2 separate regions of the Mus musculus genome follow, and region 1 is linked to region 2. The links are chromatin contacts, called in public Hi-C maps. All regions are on one chromosome and are shown on one strand. Each heading gives the region's core, a stretch centred on a gene start, on an enhancer-like site or on the middle of the called end of the contact. The rest is flanking DNA. Distances are from core to core; before and after follow the strand shown. Region 1 overlaps Snx25 (sorting nexin 25). Region 2 holds the start of Lrp2bp (Lrp2 binding protein).

Evidence for each region. A called contact is a pair of places that touch in the nucleus more often than the background predicts.
Region 1: a contact with region 2 is called in a Hi-C map of nephron progenitors, with 2.4 times the contacts expected there. The contact joins the enhancer-like site here to the promoter of Lrp2bp in region 2. A contact is called at or near these places in 9 of 39 promoter capture datasets (the 3T3-L1 cell line, 3T3-L1-derived adipocytes, the C10 cell line and 6 more), 1 of 484 Hi-C or Micro-C datasets (nephron progenitors), 2 of 115 datasets of contacts at active chromatin or transcription factors (effector CD8 T cells and embryonic stem cells) and 4 of 9 other capture datasets (adipose tissue, liver, macrophages and 1 more).

The regions. Positions count from the first base shown.
Region 1 is chr8:46,107,242-46,111,403 of GRCm38.p6, reverse strand. The region is part of intron 3 of Snx25 (sorting nexin 25); the gene reads left to right. Among named protein-coding and RNA genes, the nearest start is that of Snx25, 43 kb to the left of the region's middle. Within about 2 kb of position 2,258, at least 6 of the 459 cell types and tissues checked have an H3K27ac peak or open chromatin away from gene starts, as enhancers often do. A contact at or near this core is called in nephron progenitors, where this site is marked.
Region 2 is chr8:46,008,683-46,012,608 of GRCm38.p6, reverse strand. Lrp2bp (Lrp2 binding protein) reads right to left here and starts at 2,007. Exons shown (of 9, transcript NM_026278.3): 1 at 1,809-2,007; 2 at 1,375-1,495; 3 at 551-663. The coding sequence starts at 1,474.

The sequences.
Region 1 (4,162 bases), core at 1,009-3,508, 99 kb before region 2:
GAGACTAACTCAATTTTATCATCTTATTACTTAGGCACAGCCTGTCTGAAAAACATTACCATTGGACCATGCGTCTCGGAATTCTTTATCTTTAGATAGCCCTATAATCTTAAAAGCTACCAAACATCAAACCGCTGTTGTTCGTGTGGCTTACGTGTAGTGATGTGCCATAGCCACCCTGCACTGGCAGGTGACAGCTGCTTGCATAGCCCCTCCCAGCGCCAACTGAGCTCAGAGAAATCATGCTGCTGCCTTGAAATTGGCCATTTACACTATGGAACGGGAAAATACTTCAGCTTAGAATTTTGTCCTGTGGAGAACTAATTGTAAAATATTTGCCAGCCTCACTTATTGAATCCATTATATTCATCAATATTTACAACATCAGATATTTAAGCCAAAAAGCTTTTCAAGTACAAGTTCACATTGTGTTCTCTTTAGAAAATCCCGCTAGTGATTTTGGAAAATGACTCGTGAGTGAAAGAGAAAAATGACATTTTGTCATTTTGTGGTAGTAAAATAATAATGAATATGGCGTTGGCCTTATAGATCCCCTAAATGGTGTTTGGAACAAGTGGGAGTTTCTCATAGCACCCTGCTGTGTGCTGTGAAACTACCTTCTGGCAGACAGTGTGTGTGGTTAGAAAGTGAACAGGATCCTTAGGCCTCCCTGTGGGCTCGGTAGCTTACGCCCTCCTTTAGGCCTTGGCACTGTTGTTTATTATTATGTCGTTTGCTGTGGTGCCCACCAGTGAAAGTATCCGATGGTTCTGCCCGGCTCATAGTCATCAAAGACTCATTGGCATTCAGGGAGGCTTGTTTCACAGTGCTCAAGATTTAGGAGAAAAGGGCACATGGCAGAGGAACCTACTGTTTTTATGAATATCTAATTTCAACATAAGAGTATGGTTTCCACTGAGGCGTTTGCCAGCATTCTCAGAGCTGCTTTAGAAGATGGTGTCAGCACCGTAAAACATGAGGATGACAGAGAGGACAGACAGAGTCCCTGTTAGAAGCACTTACTTTTCAGGCTTGGAGGGTTTTTCAGTTGATTTCATTGTTTATCTTTTCCTGTATCCCAGAGTGGCCTCCAATTCACTGTGTAGCAGAACTTGTGATCTCCTGCGTCCACCTCCTGAGTTACAGGTGTGTGCCATCAGCTCGGTTTAGTTGTGTTGAGTAGTGACCCCATGGCCTTGTGCACCCCAGGCAACCACTGAACCAGCGGCGCCAAGCCCCTAGTTTTTGATTTCTTGTTACATTAGTTGATGATAAAAATATAGAGAAAAAAAATGAAGAAAAATCTTTACCAGTAATCTCTATAGTTACATATACTTGAAAGAATGCCAGTTACTTACTAGAACTGTTCATTTGGGTGGTTTGGTCTGAGAACAACTGTTATTGATGTAGCATTATAAAAAGCACACAGTCAGGCCTGCCTGCAGTGAGTGTAGGTTTGACACTCACTGTAGTGTCATGCCTGTTGGACAGCTCTGGGTAACACCATTCTTGTCCTGTAAATCTAGCTGGTAGACAGATCTCTACAGGCTGCAAAATGAAGTGGGTGGCCTGGGAAGCACACCTTTGAGTTGGTGACTGTCAGAATAATGAATTGCAGTAATAAGAGCATCGCATCCTTCGCCTGATGCTGAGCGGTTGTTGGAGGCAGGTTTCCGGTCAGCCTGTCAGTCTGCTGCTGCTATAAGCCAGTCTAGATCACACTTAAAGCCCGCTCGGCTTCCACTTCCTTTTCCCGTCGGTCTTGTGTCAGCATGGTTCAGAAAGTCTAAAAAAAAAGTCTAAAAAAATCGATTGCTTTTATACTTTCAATTCAATCACATTTTAAACATTTTAAAATCTCCTTGCAATCTGTGTTTTGTGTGCCTGTGAAACACAGGCTTCTTATCTGAGGGACTGTCTTTATTCACAGATTTTCTTTCTTTACTTTTGATGTGTTTCCCTTGCCCTTTTCAACCTCTGACTATAGTGTAGCATAGCACAGACTCGAGAGGGTGACAGAGAGAGAGAACCGCTTCCCCCATTTATCACTTTCATGCCTTTGTTTATCTGCACCTATACACACCTTCATTTTCTCATCTGTATGATGGTAGTGGCGATACCTACTTCTTGGTATAGGTGGAAGGGTCGGATCATACCGTACCTGTGAAATGTATCAAAGTTGCTGACTTCCTCCCTGTTCAAGCAGTGAGAACTAGAGGTGATTAGTAGGAACTGCAGTGGCTGATCAACACCACCAAAGGCAGCATGCAGCAAGCCCATTACAGCTCACCAGAAGCTGGGTGGACTTGCTCATCTATAGTGGCCATGTTGGGAGCCCTCTCTGCTCACAAGCAGTACTGATGCCCACCTACTGAAGGGTGTCACTCAAGTGTCCTGCTCAGAGTTTGCAGGGGAGTCTAGAGGAGTCAGGTGGGAGGTTTTTCTGTACAGTGAGCGTATTGGGCCAGCCCGCTCTGGCATTTGGCTTTCTTAGTTTTCCAGTGACTCAGCTGTTAGGAAGAAGGGGAATTTGTGACACTTTTATGGCCATGCAGGTCCCAGCTGATGTATAGGCTCAGTATTATGCAAAGAAGCTTCTCTTATAAAAGCAGGTTTTCTTCTGGCTATCCTCCCCCAGTGAGTACTAACCACGCGTGTGTTTTAAGGTGTTAAGTTACATATGCCAGGGCTTGAGATGATCAAGGACTAGCATCGCAGTGTGTACTGTATGGAAAGAGCAGCTCCAGCTATAGTTGAAAATGAAGATAGGAAGGCGAGACTCCCAGGGTCACAGCACACCCAGGCTCTCGAGCAGTTAGTGCTTTCCTATTGAGCTGCAGCCCCAGGCCACTCCCTTTAATAAGTTATGAAGGCTGGCGTTGACTTCATTCTGTGGCCCTTGCAGACCTTGAGCTCATGATCTGGCATCATCTTTTTGTTGGTTGGCTGTTTGTGTTTTATTTAAAGACAGGATCTTACAGCCTAAACTGGATCAGAACTCCTGACCCCGTTGCCTCTCCCTGTAAGTACTGCTTTTATGTAGTGCACCATCATGCTTCCCTCCAGGAACCTTTTAAAAAGCCAACATGGAGACCAGAATGTAAATTATTAATCCAGGATGCATGAAGCCTGTATTTGATTCAAAAGTAGCCTATAAATGGGGGCACACTGGTGCATATCCTTAATCCCAGAACTGGGAGACGAAGGCAGGAGGATCAGGACTTGAGTGTTATCCTAATGCTGCATAACAAATTCAAGGCTAGCCTGGGCTACAAGAGACCCTGTCAAAAATAAATCAGTAAAAGTAAACACCAGCAGAGGTGTGCATATATAAAGCCTTACTCATAAAATGTCTTCATGTCATTGGCTTTGTACATTCAGATAAGATTCTTCTAGGCCATTACAGCAGGCAAAGAATGCAATTGTTCTTTTTTTTTTTTTTTTGGTGTACACATTCAGTTAGTCCAGTCTCTAGTGTAAGAAGTCACAGTGTACCCTTGAGAGGCATTAATCATAAAGATACCAATATACATTTCATGTTTCATTTCCTGTGTAGTCCTTAATGTGTTTTCTGTACTCTTGAGAATTTGCTCAGTATTGGCCTCCTGTTACTATGGAATCTTTGCCACTTATCTCCACTAATAGATAGCAGAAAATTACCATTCTACAATGCTATGGAATAGAAACATTTAAACTGCTCTTTCTACTACTCAGATACTCCAAAATAGTGGTTCTGGGGTGCACTTACTGCTGATAGGAATCTATGGCCACAGCTGGAAAAAACCTGGGACCCTCACAGATGCAATTTGCCATTGCCTTTGGGAGCATTAAACAGTATCCCATAGAATTACCCATAGACATAATCCAGACTTACTATCCTACAATTTCTTCATCAAAAAGTAGCTCATGATACTGGTTTATGCTTTATTAGTTTTAAAGACAGATGCTATGAATCATTTAAGACAAACTGTTTCTCCTCTCTTTGGGGAAGGCCACCATTCTCTTCAGTCAAGTGCACAGCTTCATGCAGGATGTACATGGAGTGGGAAGGGCAAAAGGGACATCTGCCTAGCCAGCCACATCACCTGAATTAGTCCCACTGATCAGTGGGTGACAGATGTCAAAGCCTATTTACTTTCACATCCAGTCTTTAATCTCAGCA
Region 2 (3,926 bases), core at 758-3,257:
CCAATAATCAGGGACTTCAATTATTGTTCCTATGCAAATAGCTTGTTAATGATACTACATATTACAAATAAAACCACAAAATTTACAGTATAGAGATGGATTTTTCAAAATGACACCTTTAGAATAATTTTTCTGAAGAAGGTTCAGATGTCTCCTTAATCTTATATCTGTGGGCCACAACCACAGCCTATGTGATTTCGCAGAATTTCTCTGACATAACAGTGTAAGAGACTCATTTGAAAGTTTGCGGGGACCATCTTCTGCCTCTGCTTTGTGTGTGTGATGCGCAGATGGAACCTAGGGTCTTATCAACCCTATTCAACTACTTTACTAGTACACTAACAGCCCCAACAATTAATCCTAAGAATACAATTATACCAAGAAGAGGAGGAGGAAGAAGGAGGAGGAGGAGGAGGAAGGGAAGGGGAAGAAGAAGGGGAAGAAGAAGGGGAAGAAGAAGAAGAAGAAGAAGAAGAAGAGGAGGAGGAGGAGGAGGAGGAGGAGGAGGAGGAGGAGGAGGAGGAGGAAGAAGAGGAAGAACTATTGTTACCTCTTCAAAATAGAGTTGGCCTCTTAGAAAATATGCCATAGCATCCCCTCTTCTTATTCTTTCTTTCAGGAACTGCAATGCTGTATCCACCAAATTAGCGTGGAGGTAATAATCTGATTCAGAAAGGCAAAAACGGTGTTAGTTATATAACGTGCAGGTTCTCTCGTGAAGCCACACGTAACGTAGAATTCATTAGATGCTGTTAATCTCAGTTTCTTTCCAACTTCTCATCCCTAAAGCTTAGCTCAGAGAAAGAACATAACCTAAGCAGAGTCATGATCACAGCACCAACACACACCTGGCATAATCAAGAAGTGTTTATTGTGCTTGGGTGAGGGTTCACTGCCGGGTAGGCACTCCAATGCAGTCTCTGCATGCACTGGGCAAAGCTGTCTGTGAATGAGTTAAACTCTTAGCCTGAGCCATGTTAGGACTACTAATCAAATGGGCTGGCCATCTCCAGTTTAGTTTTTACAAGCTTATGTAAAAATAGCTTTCAGTATCCATTTGAAGTAAAGCGCAGCGTTGCGCTCTCTGAGGGAAGCAACATCTGGCGTCTCTTTTTTAGAACGAATCCCTAAGTGCTGGGGGGGGGAGGGGTGAAAATGTAATCAGGCTTGAATTGTGAAACACCTCCAGGATCAGCTTGCTGTCTGAGTAAGAAGGTCACTAATCTCCAGGAAAGCCAGAAAGGAGTATAACATTAACTACCTCCTGGAAACCAGTGGCATGGGTTTTTGTTTGTTTGTTTTGTTTATTCTAAGCTTACATGGAATTTCAGTAAAAATAGTTTCCAAGCAAGAATTAACTATTCAGATGTATACCGGGCTTTTCCTTCTTCCACTGGAAGAATTTCTGTTGTTTGGCAGCATACTGAGACAGAGAGAAAGGGTTTTTGGGCAACTTCTCGCTGCTCAGCTTCATCCTGTCTCCACAATGTGGGTCCTGTTAAGGAAGAACACATAGGTGGTTACAATTTCTCCTCCCGGGAAAGCACCAAGGGAGACTTCACTCCCCATCACAGAAGCATCTGCCCCACATTGCCTGGCCAAGGGACCCTGAGCTAGCAACAAATCCCGACTGGCTAAGGATTCACACATGGCAGGGGGCGTCCTGTCATTCCCAACTGCTGCCACTCAGTGGCAACAGACTACACCGCTCACAGTCGCTGCTCCTGTCACGGAGGACTTTCCTGTCGCCCTTTAACTGAAACTGGCCAGAGTAATCCGTTTCGGATGACAGGATGCGTCTGTTTTACCTGGGAATACACTGTGTTTTAGCTCTGTTGCTCAGTCTTCTCTTCCAGTCTGTACTGGATTGCCATGTTACCAGATGGACCACTGCTGCATGGTAAATCAGAGCCTTCATATAAAATGTAGGGGCCACCTCATTTGGGTTGAAGGAGTCCAGGTTGGCCTAAGCTGAGAGTAGTGAAGACAGCAAACTCTGTTGTTGCTATGCTTTTTTTTTTTTCTTTCTGTTTTGGTCTTTGACATTCTACTGGTTCAACTTACTTCCACCAATCAGGAGCCAGCGCCCAGGCCAGGTCTCTCTGATTGGTGGTCTACAGAAGTTCTTAAGAGAAGCTTTGTGTGATTGGAAAGCTGCATTTACATACTTACAGGATACTATTTTAGGCAACACGCTGCTTCATTGGATGAGAGTGGAACTCAAAAAAAAAAAAAAAAAAAGACATGGTTTACTAAGTCAGCAAAAAATAAAAATAAAATAAAATCACTGAAATGTCTGTATGTGGGAGGAGTTAATTAAGAGCTAATTTCTTTATCTGTAGTTTGAAATAAAGGTTCTTAAAGTGTCCTTTCCTTGATATACAAAGTTAATGGGCCCAGCATGGTGGCGAAATGTCTTTAATTCTGGCACTCAGGAGGCTGAGGTTAGCAGATCTCTGCTAGTACAAGGCAGCCTGGACGAAATAGTGAGACCCTGTCCACAACCAGACAAAAAACAAAGTTGCTGGTTACTGGGTTGGAGATGTGGTTTCAGCAGTTAAGAGCATCAGGGTTTAGTTCCCAGCACACCACAGGGCATCTCACAACTGTCTGTAACACAGTTCCTGGGGATTGGATGCCCTCTTCTGACTTATTCAGTCACTAGACACATGTGCCTAGTGTACATGTACACACATGTATCTCTCTAGTGATACACATACACACATGCAGTCAAACCACTCATACACATAAAAATAGAAAGAAATTAATTAAAACAAAACAACAACAACAACAAAAAAAAACAAGTCAAAGTGTTTCCAGAGGATCTGAACTTGGTTCCCAGAAGCCACCTTGAGTGGGTCCCAACCACCTGTAGCTCCAGCTCTAGAGAGTGACCACCCACTTCTCGGCTCTGCTGGCACCCCTCACATGGGACATATATGCATGCAGACACACATACACATACTCATAAGAATAAATCTTTAAAAAGTAAAGTAATTGGATTATGTATATTGCAAAATCTAAGTTTCCACTAAAGAATATAAAGTTCCCAATGAACGAAGCCACATGTGTAAGATATATAGAAGAAAGCAATCCAAATATGACAGCCTACTGTCAACCACCACTCACAAACTAGATGAAAAGATGTTATTTCTCTGAAGACATTAATACAGTGTGCTACTATCTAACAAGGTTTAGAGCAGAGGTTCTCAACCTTCCTAATGCTGTGGCCCTTTAATACAGGTCCTCATATTGTGGTGACCCCTCCAACCATAACATTATTTCTTTGCTACTCCGTAACTATAGTTTTGATAACTGCTATAAATTGTAATGTAAGTATCTGGTATGTAACCCCAAGGGCTCATGGTACATGGGTTGAGGACCACTGGATTAGAGAAACCTCAGAAAACTCAAGGAACGGCATCAGATATGAAACAAAGCATAAACAGCATTTACAGAAACAACACAAACCTCATTTAAACTCATGTTGTTGTTTTCTGGCTACAATACTGCACATGGTTTCTGTCGTTTTAGCGACTTAAAAAGAAGTATTTCAGCCAGGCGTGGTGGCGAACACCTTTAATCCCAGCACTCAGGAGGCAGAGGCAGGCAGATTTCTGAGTTCGAGGCCAGCCTGGTCTACAAAGTAAGTTCCAGGACAGCCAGGGCTACACAGAGAAACCCTGTCTCGAAAAACCAAAAAAAAAAAAAAAAACCAAAAAAAAAAAAAAAAAAGTAGTATTTCACAGGGTCTGAAAGAGAAGAATTCACTCAGCTTCTACGAAATGTCAGGTTTTGGGTTTTTTTTCTAGGTGCTATATAAGTACTGATTCCTATAATACTTGAGGAAATAGAGATCGTTATGAGCACTGTTGAATACAGGCGGAGCCTGTCAGAGCAGAGAGCTGATGTACCTGATCTCAAAG